Linked DNA regions of Mus musculus: region 2 is linked to region 1. A link is a contact called in public Hi-C data. All regions are on one chromosome and are shown on one strand. The core of a region is the stretch at or near the end of the contact, and the rest is flanking DNA. Distances in the headings are between cores, read along the strand shown. Region 1 holds the start of 2310022B05Rik (RIKEN cDNA 2310022B05 gene). Region 2 overlaps Trim67 (tripartite motif-containing 67).

Region 1 (5,935 bases), core at 1,003-3,502:
CACCCCAGGTTTGCGGCTTACACCTTCTCATCCTGAAAGACGCAGCTGGCGTCGCATGGTTTTGCTTTTCTCCTTTCTTCAGTGTGTTTATTTATTTATTTCGAGTCATAATCTTCTACTGTAGGCCAAGCTGGCCTGGAACTTGCTGTACAGTTCAGTTTTGTTTCAAATGCATGATAATCCTCCTGCCTCAGCCTTCCCAAAGTAAGGATCACTGGTATGAACCACCATGCCTATTTTGTGGCTGGCACACACACACACACACACACACACACACACACACACACACACAATTGGAGACAAATTGTTATGTAATGTAGGCTAGCTTTGAACGGACTGAGAATGGATTTGAACATCTGATCCTCTTTCCTCGACCTCACACAAGTACTGGGATCTCATCTGTGAACCATGCTTGGATTTCAGGGCACTAGGGATGGAACTCATCTTTGTGCATGCTACTCAAGCACTTTATAAACTGAGCCACATCCCCAGTACCTGATAACAGTCTTGGTGGTTGTACTGGCTGGCTCTATGTGTCAACTTGACACAAGCTAGAGTCATCAGAGTCAGAGGAGCCCTGTTTGAGGGAATGCCTCCATGAGAACCAGCTATGAGGCATTTTCTCAATTAGTGATCAAGGCGGGGAGAGCCCAGCCCATGGTGGGTGGTGCCATCCCTGGGCTGGTGGTCCTGGGTTCTATAAGAAAGCAAGCTGAGCAAGCCAGGGGAAGCAAGCCAGTAAGCAGCACCCCAACATGGCCTCTGCATCAGCTCCTGCCTCCAAGTTCCTGCCCTGTGGGAGTTCCTATCCTGACTTCCTTTGGTGATGAACAGCGATTGGGAAGTGTAAACTGAATGAACCCTCTACTCCACAACTTGCTTTTTGCTCATGGTGTTTTGTTGTAGCAATGGAAACCATAACTAAGACAGTGGTGATATATTTTATTAGAGCCTGACACATTTGTGACATTCCATTTATATCAGGGAATTCAAGTTATTTCTGCACTTGCCTTTAGTGTTAGACAAGGGCTACTTTAGAGACAACTAAGCCACGGTTGGTATTTAGTTGCTTTTCAGAATAGGACACCATGCTTACCTGAGACCTGTTAGTCTTGTGAAAATCAGGGAGTGGGATGGGGCCACAAACATCCCACAGCCCTGTCTTAAACTTTAATCGTGTGGTCTCAGCAGCAAGCCTGACCCCTTTGGGGATACATCTGCTTCCCTGTGGGAACTTTCCATCCTCTTCAGTTTGTTTGTAGTCAGCAAACCTCCCGGAGTTCTTATGATTTCTGAGATTCCAGGATTAGCTTGGCCATTTTTGGAAGTTTAAGCTTTTGGGTTGTCCCCTCACTTAAACTGATGGAATACAGGCTCCTTACGCTGACCAGCGTCTGCTGCTGACTAGAGTTCTTTAATTCCTGCTTAGGATTTTTTTTTAAAGAGTGATTTTTAAAGACAGAGTCCTGAGATTTAATAGACTGGTGTGTGTGTGTCTGTGTGTGTGTGTGTGTGTGTGTGTGTGTGTGTGTGTGTGTACTGCTGCCTCACAGTGGCAAGCATCAGAAAGCAAGGGCTTTGAGGGTTTGAAGAGGCCTTGGTGTGTAGCTCTTCTGAGAGGGGGTACTTCGCTCACACTGCATGCTTTTAGCAGGGGTCTTTCTTTCTGTGGGGATAATGGTACCATATAACCCAGGTTGGCCTTGAATTTGCCGTGAGTCTCCCGCCTAGGCCAAAACAGTGCTAGTATCCCACGCTGATGCTTCCATGCCAGGCTTAGAAGAAGTTCCACGGGCGGGAATCCAACCTCCTGGTTGACAACTGGTGGGTCAGTGCCCTAGCCTAGCCCCCGGCTCAGTGTGGTGGATCGCCCAGCGAACAGAGCGCAAACCTGAAAAAGCAATGAATGCCTGAGAGCGCAAAGGAGAGAGGATGATTGAAAGCCAGGTTGGGCACGTGCAGGAGGAAGTTTCCTTTGTCATCAGTGCCACGTGGCGCCATGGCGGTCTTCGCCCTGAGTTAACCCCTGTGGTCATCTCCAATCTCGGCGGCGCTTGTATGGGGGACTCTGTAGCAGCCCCAGAGATGCCCTAGGGTCCCGGAAAGCGTCCTATGGAGGAGAAATTGAAGGGCCATAACAGGAGGAGCTCGGGGGCGGGGCTCCAGTGGGGGCGGGGCTCCAGATGGAGGCGGGGCTTCAAGTGCCGACCGGGCTCAGGGACGATTAGTGGTCCCGACCGGTACCAGATGGGGCGTAGGCGGCCCGTACGAAGGGTGTCCCGGGAAGGTCTGGGGGCGGTGCTCAGCCAGGGGCGGAGGAGGAGGGCTCAGCGGGTGGGGTAGGGACGGCGCTCCGGGAGGAGACGGAGGCGGAGCCCCGGGGCGGGGCGCGGGCGGACCGGGAGGCGGCGCTCCGACCGGGACGCGCGGGCCGGGTATGGCGTCGATGGCGGCGGCGATCGCGGCCTCGCGTTCGGCCGTCATGAGCGGGAACCGGCCGCTGGACGACCGGGAGCGGAAGCGCTTCACCTACTTCTCATCGCTGAGCCCCATGGCCAGGAAGATCATGCAGGACAAGGAGAAGATCCGGGAGAAGTACGGGCCCGAGTGGGCGCGGCTGCCGCCCGCGCAGCAGGACGAAATCATCGACCGCTGCCTGGTGGGGCCTCGCGCCCCGGCGGCCGCCGCCGATGCGGGGGACGTGCGGGACCCGGCGCGCTTCCCTGGCCTGCGCGGGCCCACGGGCCAGAAGCTGGTGCGCTTCGGCGACGAGGTGGGTGCGGCGGGACGGGCCACCCAGGGCGGAGTGGCCGGCGAGGGGGAGTTCAGAAATCTCCCGGAGAAGGGACCTTTAAAGACAAAGTGGGAACAGTAGAGAGGAAACCAGCGAGCCTGGATGAGTGTACGACGTACAGCCTCAGTTTTCTGATGTGAAACAGGAAAAATGTCTATAGTTCCTGATCACTCAGTGGCCGGCATGTGTTAAGTATAAGGACCTCAGTGGGGAAGGTGGGACTGCCAGGCACCGCTGCCCTGGGGTACGTCCCTGGTAGACTACAATGGAGAGAGTGTGTTTGGGTTTGACATGTGAGCCCCGGTTCCCACCCAAACACAGAGTAAGTTTAGATGCCTCCAGCAAGCCTGATTATCTAGCCTGGGCTCTAGACACTGGGGGAAGAGAAAATAACTACTTAGAATTGCTCCCGGCTGACCTTGCTCTTGAGGCCCAGGAGTCTGCACTATTCAGAAACCTGGTGGTTTACCAAGAGATGGTTTCCCTGAAGCCCTTTGTGCCACCAGAGTATGGACTTGGTACCTCAGGGACTCAACTTTGTTTTGGAGGACAAAATCGGTAGCAGCTAGAGTTCTGAACGTCCATTTAGGTGGAGGCAGGGAGGAGAAGCTAGGAGAGTTTTGTTGTTGTTGTTGCTGCTGTTGTTTTTCTGTTGGAGAAGTTGTGCCAGGCGGAGGGAATACCAGTTAAGGATGAGATTTCAATCAGGTTTTTTCAGGCCAGGTATCCGTCAGTGTTTGTTACTACAGAACGCTTGTGGTCACGAACCCACTTTCCTGCCAGGGAATTGTGAAGGCAGAGAGCTAGCTATCCGCCAACACTGCCTTCTGCTCCCCATCCCATTTGAAACTCTTGTGGGCTTTGCCAGGAAAAACAAGGGTGTGGTGGGAGATGAAAATATAAGTCTTAAAATATATTCCTGGAGCTGAGGCATTTCATTGTGAAAAATATGCACCTCCATAAAGACGTGGACGGAGTTCGTGCTTGGATCCGGGTGATGAGTAGGCAGGCAGTTCCTCTTTGGCAGTGTCTTAGGTAAATAAATCTGAGAGGAAGCCGCCCTGTCCGCACTTAACAGATGCTGGAGACTGGATGTCACTGGATGTCACTCGCCCTGAGTATATCAAAAAGCCAAGCCATGTTGGAGCCAGGGTCATTGATAAGGAGAGATGTGACCAGTTTTCTTTTCACCCAGTTTCTCATTTGGGGTCAGTCTGCATTCGCGGACTGGTGTGGTTTAAAGCAAGTAGGGGCTGGGGAGATAGTTCCATAGGTAAAGACTTTGCCATGCGTGTGTGAGGGTCTCTAGCAACCAGGAAGCGGAGGGAGGCACATGCTTGTGATTCCTGGGAGGTAGATATAGGCAGATCCCTGGGGAGCAAGTTCCAGACTAATGAACCATCCTGGTCCCCCCAAAAACAAAGTTCACATGGTCTTAAGCGAAAACACCTAAGGTTGACCTCTGACCTACACTCACACAAACATTTGCACCGAATGAAACTTTGTGAGGAGCGAATCCACATGTCTTTCAGGAGCCCCCAACCTGAATCACAGCAACGCCAAATGGGCAGAAAGCACACCTCTGATGTCCGCACAACCAGCTTTGAGTCTTAGGGGTGGGTAGGACACCAGGCAGGGACGACACTTCTTTCTGCAGTAGTGAGAGGTTTAACCACATAGGGACCACCAAACTCCACTAGTCTTAGGGAGAGGTTGGCATCAGATCAAAGTCAGGGAGTGGTCTCATTGTTAACACCCCAGAGATCATTCTTGTAAGAGGACCCATGTCTGGCTATAGGGGCTGACATGGGGGTATAGTGTAGATGTGTGACTCCCAGCTAGGTAATTTGACACCCAAATAGGTGACCCCAGATTTGAACAAAAAACTTGAAACTCAATTGAGTAGGGCACTTCCATCCGTCCATCCCCACTTATATGCTGCCAGGGCTCCTCAGCCCTCTCTACTGCCTCAAAGGACGCTGCCTTTCATTGCCAGTAAACTTTTGTGCCCCTCACAGACAACATCTAGTCTTTTTTTTCCTGTCATCTACTATCATTGTTTTTAGTATCATCCAGTCATTCTTAGGTCTTTCAGGAACAAATAGGGTCCTAATTACAGACTGATGTCACAGATCTTGATGACCCTCGGTATAGTCAGGAGTTCCTTTGCCTGTGTGCACAGGACAGATGAAGCAACCTGGCACCTGTGTGTGTGTGTGTGTGTGTGTGTGTGTGTGTGTGTGTATGTGTATGTTTACCCTGATCGCCACAAAGTTAAATGGCCTGGGCAGGACTCAGATCCCCCTCTTGCCTTGATAATTTAACCTGGTCCCCTGCTTTTAGTGTTGAAGCAAAGGAGGGACTGTCAACATTTTTAGCTACTTTGGGAATCAACTGTTTCCCTGGGCTTCCTGGGTTAGGGTGCTAAGTGTCTCCCCTCCCCCATTAGCTTTCCCTGCTGTATGAACTGATTTTAGTGGAGATGTGCAGAACTCAGCTTTATACAAGGCTGTCAGCCTCCTTCCCAGACTTCAGTGTTACCTGAACCCCTCCACTTCTTCCCTGCAGCAGCAAAGAAGAGGGCTTGGAGCCCCAGGGCCCAGGTTTAAGTTTGGCCATGTCAGCAGCAGGGTACCACTCTGGCATAATGTGGAATCAATGGTTTGCAACAGGCAAGGGCCCTGGGGATGTCCTCTCTGCCTTGCGAATTTTCTTGAGAACATTAAGGCATGCCCTTTCTATAGATGCTTTTATCAGCCTGGCAGCCTCTTCCTTCTCTGGAAGGCTTCTTCTTCCAGCAATAAAGTTCTGGGGATGGCTTTCTCTGGGAGATGAAAAGTTCAATTGAGAAGGGATCACCTGGATACTCTACTGTTAACCTAGGAAACAAACCAGCAAACTCGGAAATCTGAATTTTCAGGAATCTGTTGCATCTATTTCCTGTTCCCAGCCCCAACTCCTAGCCACACCCAGCAGGATCTGAGTACATTGGTGAGTTCTGGGTTTCCAAAGACTGCCATTTTCTTAGGTCTAAACAGACCCTTTGCAGGGATGCTGGGAGCTCCTACGGTGGTGTATCTTGTTTCTGTGGAATCCGCTTGCCTCTGCCACCTCTCCATGAAGTGGGTGGGGCTGAGCAGG
Region 2 (5,935 bases), core at 1,713-4,212, 160 kb before region 1:
TTTCTGTGGAAGCAGGTTCTAGAAAAAGCCACCACTGTGCAAAGACGTGTCACTGTCTTGGATTCCAGTGTTTCTACTCATAACTAAGAACTGAGTGAATAAAATATAACAGATTGTTACACATACACACACATGTGTGTGAGAGTGTGTGTGTGTGTGTGTGTGAGAGAGAGAGAGAGAGAGAGAGGTCAACAGCACATGGGTAATGATACAGACCCTAAGGAAGCCTTTCTGAAGGGTCCTAGCAGTTCATTAATGACTAATGTCCCTTTCAAATTAGTTTGCAGTGTATTGAAAACTGCATATCCCAGAGGCTCAAGGTCCGTTTCTTCCCGCAGAGGTGACAAACTGTCAGCCTGGGACTCCATAAAGGAACAGAGTCCTAGCAATGGGTTACAGGCAGGCATGGAGTAACATCACGGGGCTGATCCATCCTGGGATACCAGTCTCAGAGTCTGCCTTCTCCTCTCCCTCCAGGAAAACAAAAAACAAAAACTTAAGAGGAAATCAAAGTTTTTAAACAGATGTCAGAAAATATAAGCCGGAAACAAAAGGTGTCCATCTTGAGGGCACCCTGGGGGGGACCATAGCCCTGTGGCATTGAGGTGAAAGGCCACTCCTGATATAGGCGGCCACAGTATGGTCGTGGGGCTCGCATGTGATTCATTCTCAGTTCCCCCAGAAAAGCGTCTTCAGATGTCCGCTGGCTGCTGGCACCCAGGACTTTCTGTTATGCCCTGGTCCTCCGTGAAGCCCTCCATCACGGCCAGCTAGGCAGCGGGAGCCACCAGGCTAGTTGCCTGACAGCTTTGGCCGTCCCAGGTTTGTTGGCACCTCCAGTCCTGTGTGCAGGGTGACCTGGAAAAGATGAAACCAGCAGGAGTTGGTTGGGTGGCAGAGTACTTGCACACTACGTACAAGACCCTGGGTCCCAGCCCTAACACAGGAGGAAGGCAGGAGACAGAGGAGATAGAGGAGCGGAAAGAGGGGCAGGAGAGGCTGTCCATAGCACAGAACACCTGACGTAGCACCGCGACCACGTGCCGGAGAACTCATGCTATGGATTTTATTACTCATCTGTCTCCCCCATATGGCTAAGGCCCATGCCACTTTGTGCTTTCTGCCTCATAACCGGAGCTACAGTAACGAGCAGATGGGTTCACTGGCATGAGCCGCAGAGCCCTGCGGCAAAGAGGCTCTGCTTCTCGCAGCCGAGTCTCTGAGCCTGCTGCTGTCTCTTCCAGCTCTCACTGTGACCCTCAAATCGCCCCTTTACGTAACCAACACCGGACTGTTGTGGAAACACTTGCAGGGCAATAGACACATGGCAGGTCCCTTAATAGATCCAGGGACAGAGGGAGTCTGTTAGAAGCAAAGGATGCCCCCATCTAGCTTGTGTTAGGAGCTCCTGTACCATCCAATCCCCTGGGGCACTGAGCCCCTGCTCCTTCCTGGAGCCCCATGGAGCTTGTTTGCTCCAAAAGGTCGTATGTACAGTCCTTAGCAGAAGACTGCCTATCTGATGAGCGAGGTGGTCCGTTCTCATTACAGTACTCATTGTTCAGGAAGCAGAGAAGTGGGCGGGACTGGGCGAGCCACCTGTGTCTCTAAGGTACCTGCACGTTTCGGTTGAGGCTGAGGGCAGGCATGAAGACCCCATCCACGTGGCTGAAGGCTGTGGGGCCCTGCTGTTGCCCATTGATGAAGAAGGTCAGAGTGTGTTTGTTTAGGTCCAGCAGCACACCCACAGTGGCCCCCTTGCACACACCGCCTTCAGTCCTGGGAAGATAAACCAGGAAAACCTATCATCACACCTAGGTCATGATGTGACAGTAACTCAGGACAGCTTCATTCAAACCTAGCCACCAAGTGTGTGTGTGTGTGTGTGTGTGTGTGTGTATGTATGTGCCAGCCACAAGAGAACACAGCTCTAAGGGACCAAAGCTACTCAGCCCCTTCTTATCCACAGCATCTGAGACCTACATGCCTTTGAGCTGGGAGGAACTTTAAGTAATAGACCTGGAAGACTTTTCCTAGAACCCTCTGTGCCCTTCAGCAGACATGCCCTTCATTAACTAAGGGTTCCCTTGACATGACCTTGTTCAGCCCTGGGAGGAAACTGAGTCCTCGGTTAGGATTGAGCCAGGGGCAGAAGTGAGAAGAGACCCTGACATGAACTCTTTACAAGGACCTGGTGGGAAGAGCAGGTGTCCTGGAGGTGCCTTAGGGTCTGGTGGAGAAGCGTCCAACAGACTGGGCAGTCAGTGCGATTCTAATTATGGCCACCAGATGGCAGTAGTAACAAGTCTGACCTGCCAGTTTTCCATGAACTCACCCCCTACGATCAAGGTCAGGTCTGGGAGCAGGGTCTGGCTTCTGAGAAAGCTTTTGCCCCGCAAAAGCACCCAATGCATGCTTGAGTTCATTACTGCCACCATCAGAATGTCTAGGTACTGGGCTTGCTCAAGCACACAGGCATGGAACTGGTAGGCCAGGGTGGTCTTGGCCTCTTTGTGGGTTAGAGGTGGAGGGAGGTCACCTGGTAAACCTATATCACCTGGTCGGCCTCATCGCTTATTCTGCAGTACCGGGCCAGACGAATTTACTTGGTTAACCTGCAGTGCCTGCTAAGTTCCACGGCCCAGCTTGAGAGTCTAGCTGCTGCCCCTCCCACAATCCTTTGGAGCAGAGGACATTACCAGTGAAAAGATAGTGATCAGGTAGGGGGATCTGAGGGTCCTCAGGCAAGTTCCTGGCCAAACTAGACTTGGTTTTCCTGGGAGAGAAGCTGGGTTACTCGTTGTGAAGAGAGCAGTCAGAGCTGCTTGGAAGAGCAGCGAGAACCCAGGAGCCCTGGTGGCAGCCCTACCCTGCCAGGAGCCCAGGGAGGTCAGCTCCTTGGGATTGGCTTCTTTATGCTTTCCCTGCGGCAGCGCCAGGGTCATTCCAGGCAAAGCAGTAGCCGTGGCAATGACTCCTCCTCCCTCTGCGGGAAACAAGTATCCCATTAGTGTTGCGCAGTGACTCAGGCTTAGCAAGAGGGTTGCAGAAAGAACTGGAGCAAGACCAGTAAGAAAACCGCAAATTAAAGCTCTCAGTGGAAAGGCACTACTGTGAGGCCAGCTGGGGGACAGAGAGCCACTGAGCCAGAACTGCCTCCTCTCCCCCACACCATCAAGTACTTTCAGTTGTGACACAGGCAAATGGTTCACACTTCACCTAGTCTTTCTCCAAAACCCCTGGAACTACAGAACAAAGTGCATAAAAAATGGCTCCTCCGGCTAACCGACCGGAGGAGCAGAGGTCCTGAATTCAGTTCCCAGCAACCATATGATGGCTCACCCATCTGTACAGCTACAGTGTACTCATATGCATTAAAGAAAGTAAGAAAGAGAGAAAGAAAGAAAGAAAGAAAGAGAGAGAGAGAGAGAGAGAGAGAGAGAGAGAGAGAGAAAGAGAGAGAGAGAGAGAAAGAAAGAAAGAAAGAAAGAAAGAAAGAAAGACAGAAAGAGAGAAAGAAAGAGAGGAAGAAAGAAAACTTTTTAAAAGACAGCTCCTCCCCCAACACCTGGGACAATCAGAGAACCTTGTCCCCGCCCCTGAATCTGCGGGCTAAGTGGGGGTTCAGGGAGCACGCACCTGTTGGTATGGGAGTTACAGTGCATGAACCAGCTGCGGTTGTTGTCCACGTACATGGCCCAGGCCTTGTCATCCTTGCCTAGCATCATATCTTTGACCACGCTGGCCCTGGCCACTCCGAAGGCTGGGTCCGGGTGGTTGTCATAGCGGTCCACGTGCAGCTCCCAGTAGTGCACGCCTTTGGAGAAGGCAGCTGTGCCTAGCACCACCCGGTCATCATAGCTGCTGCAAGTAGCCGTCTGGTTGTCATTGGATAAGATGATGTCCCGATGGCCAGAGTTGGGGTCAAAGGTGAACCAGGCCACTGGAAAGGAAGAAGGCAGGTAGAGCAGGCACAAGAATCTCTGTTTCCTGCCCCTCTTATCCCCCCATCTTTCCCCCAACACAACACACATTTTTTCTGTACAGCCAAGGTGACTGATAGACTTAGTTGCTTCTAACAGAGTCGATTCATTGCCGCCAGTGGTCTATGTGGGATACACACACACACTCACATATACACAGTCACACTCTGTGCTGATTGGCTTTTGTCAACTTGACAGAAATCTAGATTATCTGGGAAGAGGGAACCTAGATTCAGAAAATGCCTCTATAAGATTTGCCCAGGGGCTGGAGAGATGGCTCCGTGGTTAAGAGCACTGACTGCTCTACCAAAGGTCCTGAGTTCAAGTCCCAGCAACCACGTGGTGGCTCACAACCATCCATAATGAGATCTGATGCCCTCTTCTGGGGTGTCTGAAGACAGCTACAGTGTACTTACATATGATAAATAAATAAGTCTATGGGAGTATTGTCCTGACTCAAGATTGACAGGGGAGGGCCCAGTCCACTGTGGGTGGTGCCACTCCTAGGCAGGTGGTTCTGAGTTATATTAGAAAGCAGGCTGAGCAAGCCAGCAAGCAGCAGCCCTCCATGGCCTCTGTTTCAGTTCCTGCCCTGACTTCTACAGTTGTAAGATGAAATATATCCTCTCCTCCCCAGGTTGATTTTGGTCATAGTCTTTGTCACAGCAATAGAATCCACCCCCCCCCCTTCCCTGCTCTGTGTCTCTGTGTTGCCCAAGTTTTCTTCCACAGATCCAGCCTTGCTAGGGAGCACAGACGTGCAGGCCGATTGGCCCCACAGCCAGGTCTATTCCCTGGAGCTCTGACTCCTACCATCTCCTCAAATGGCCCAGGTACTGTTAGAGGTGACAGAGGAAGTGTCTATCCATGGCCCACCCTGTAGGTAGGAGATTGAAACACAAAGAGGAGACAAGATGTGGCCAAGGTCAAACTCTTAAGCCCCATAGAATGAGGACACTGGCTTCTTCCTGCTCCTGCCCTGCCCCCACCCCCAGGATATGGGCAGAGAGGCAGAATGCACGGCTGAGGGTTGCTCACCGTCGGAGGTCTGCAGGACCACAGTCTTGCTGTAGGGCCCAACACCAGAGGAGTTGAAGGCTTTGACTCTGGCATTGTAGGTGCTATTAAAGTGCAGCCCGTCAATGGTGCACAGGGTCTCCTTGCCAACATACACCTCCTGAAAGAGCAAGGACACTCACTCGGCCACAGAGCTTCCAGAAGTTCCCCTCACACCAACTGGAGTACCAGATGAGAGAAGTTCCAACCTGTGCTGTTTACCTTCATGGGGCCTCTCAAATTGCTAGCCCCTCTGTCTCAGGGCACCAGCAAGACAGGGCTGCAGGGGTGAAACTATCCTAGGATGGTCCCCAAAAGCACTCTGCCTCCACCATCAGACTGCTCTCTGCCTCCACTATCAGTGCTCTCTGCCTCCACCATCAGACTGCTCTCTGCCTCCACTATCAGTGCTCTCTGCCTCCACCATCAGACTGCTCTCTGCCTCCACTATCAGTGTTCTCTGCCTCCACCATCAGACTGCTCTCTGCCTCCACCATCAGACTGCTCTCTACCTCCACTATCAGTGTTCTCTGCCTCCACCATCAGACTGCTCTCTGCCTCCACTATCAGACTGCCAGAAGCCAAGGGGATGCCTACAAAGCTTCCTGCCCCTGAGATCAGCATCTTCTTCTCTGTGACCCTGCCTCTGCTGGCTTCTGGTTCTCTAAGATGGTGAGCTTCCTTGCACCAGATCTTTATTTTCACTTTCTAGGGTCTTACTTCATTCCACATTCACTTCTGGACGGTCTGTCCTACTAAGCCTCAATATGTGCGGATTTGTTTTAACAAGATGTTACTCTGCAGCCCAGGCTGGCCTCAGACCCTCAATTCTCCTGCCTTAGCCTCTCAGAGCTCAGATTCCAGGCAGGAGCCACCACACCTGTCTAGTGTCCCTT

Evidence for each region. A called contact is a pair of places that touch in the nucleus more often than the background predicts.
Region 2: a Hi-C map of muscle stem cells shows a contact between it and region 1, with 2.9 times the contacts expected there. The contact joins the enhancer-like site here to the promoter of 2310022B05Rik in region 1. A contact is called at or near these places in 5 of 484 Hi-C or Micro-C datasets (the HL-1 cell line, the N1E-115 cell line, brown adipocytes and 2 more), 2 of 115 datasets of contacts at active chromatin or transcription factors (both in embryonic stem cells) and 2 of 9 other capture datasets (adipose tissue and liver).

Annotation. Positions count from the first base shown.
Region 1 is chr8:124,659,686-124,665,620 of GRCm38.p6, reverse strand. It overlaps 2310022B05Rik (RIKEN cDNA 2310022B05 gene), which reads left to right and starts at 2,252. Exons shown (of 4, transcript NM_175149.4): 1 at 2,252-2,773. The coding sequence starts at 2,438.
Region 2 is chr8:124,823,943-124,829,877 of GRCm38.p6, reverse strand. Trim67 (tripartite motif-containing 67) reads right to left here. Exons shown (of 10, transcript NM_198632.2): 7 at 5,022-5,160; 8 at 3,640-3,943; 9 at 1,617-1,779; 10 at 1-858. The coding sequence ends at 793. Among named protein-coding and RNA genes, the nearest start is that of Trim67, 34 kb to the right of the region's middle. Within about 2 kb of position 2,962, at least 63 of the 459 cell types and tissues checked have an H3K27ac peak or open chromatin away from gene starts, as enhancers often do. A contact at or near this core is called in the HL-1 cell line, adipose tissue, brown adipocytes and 1 more, where this site is marked.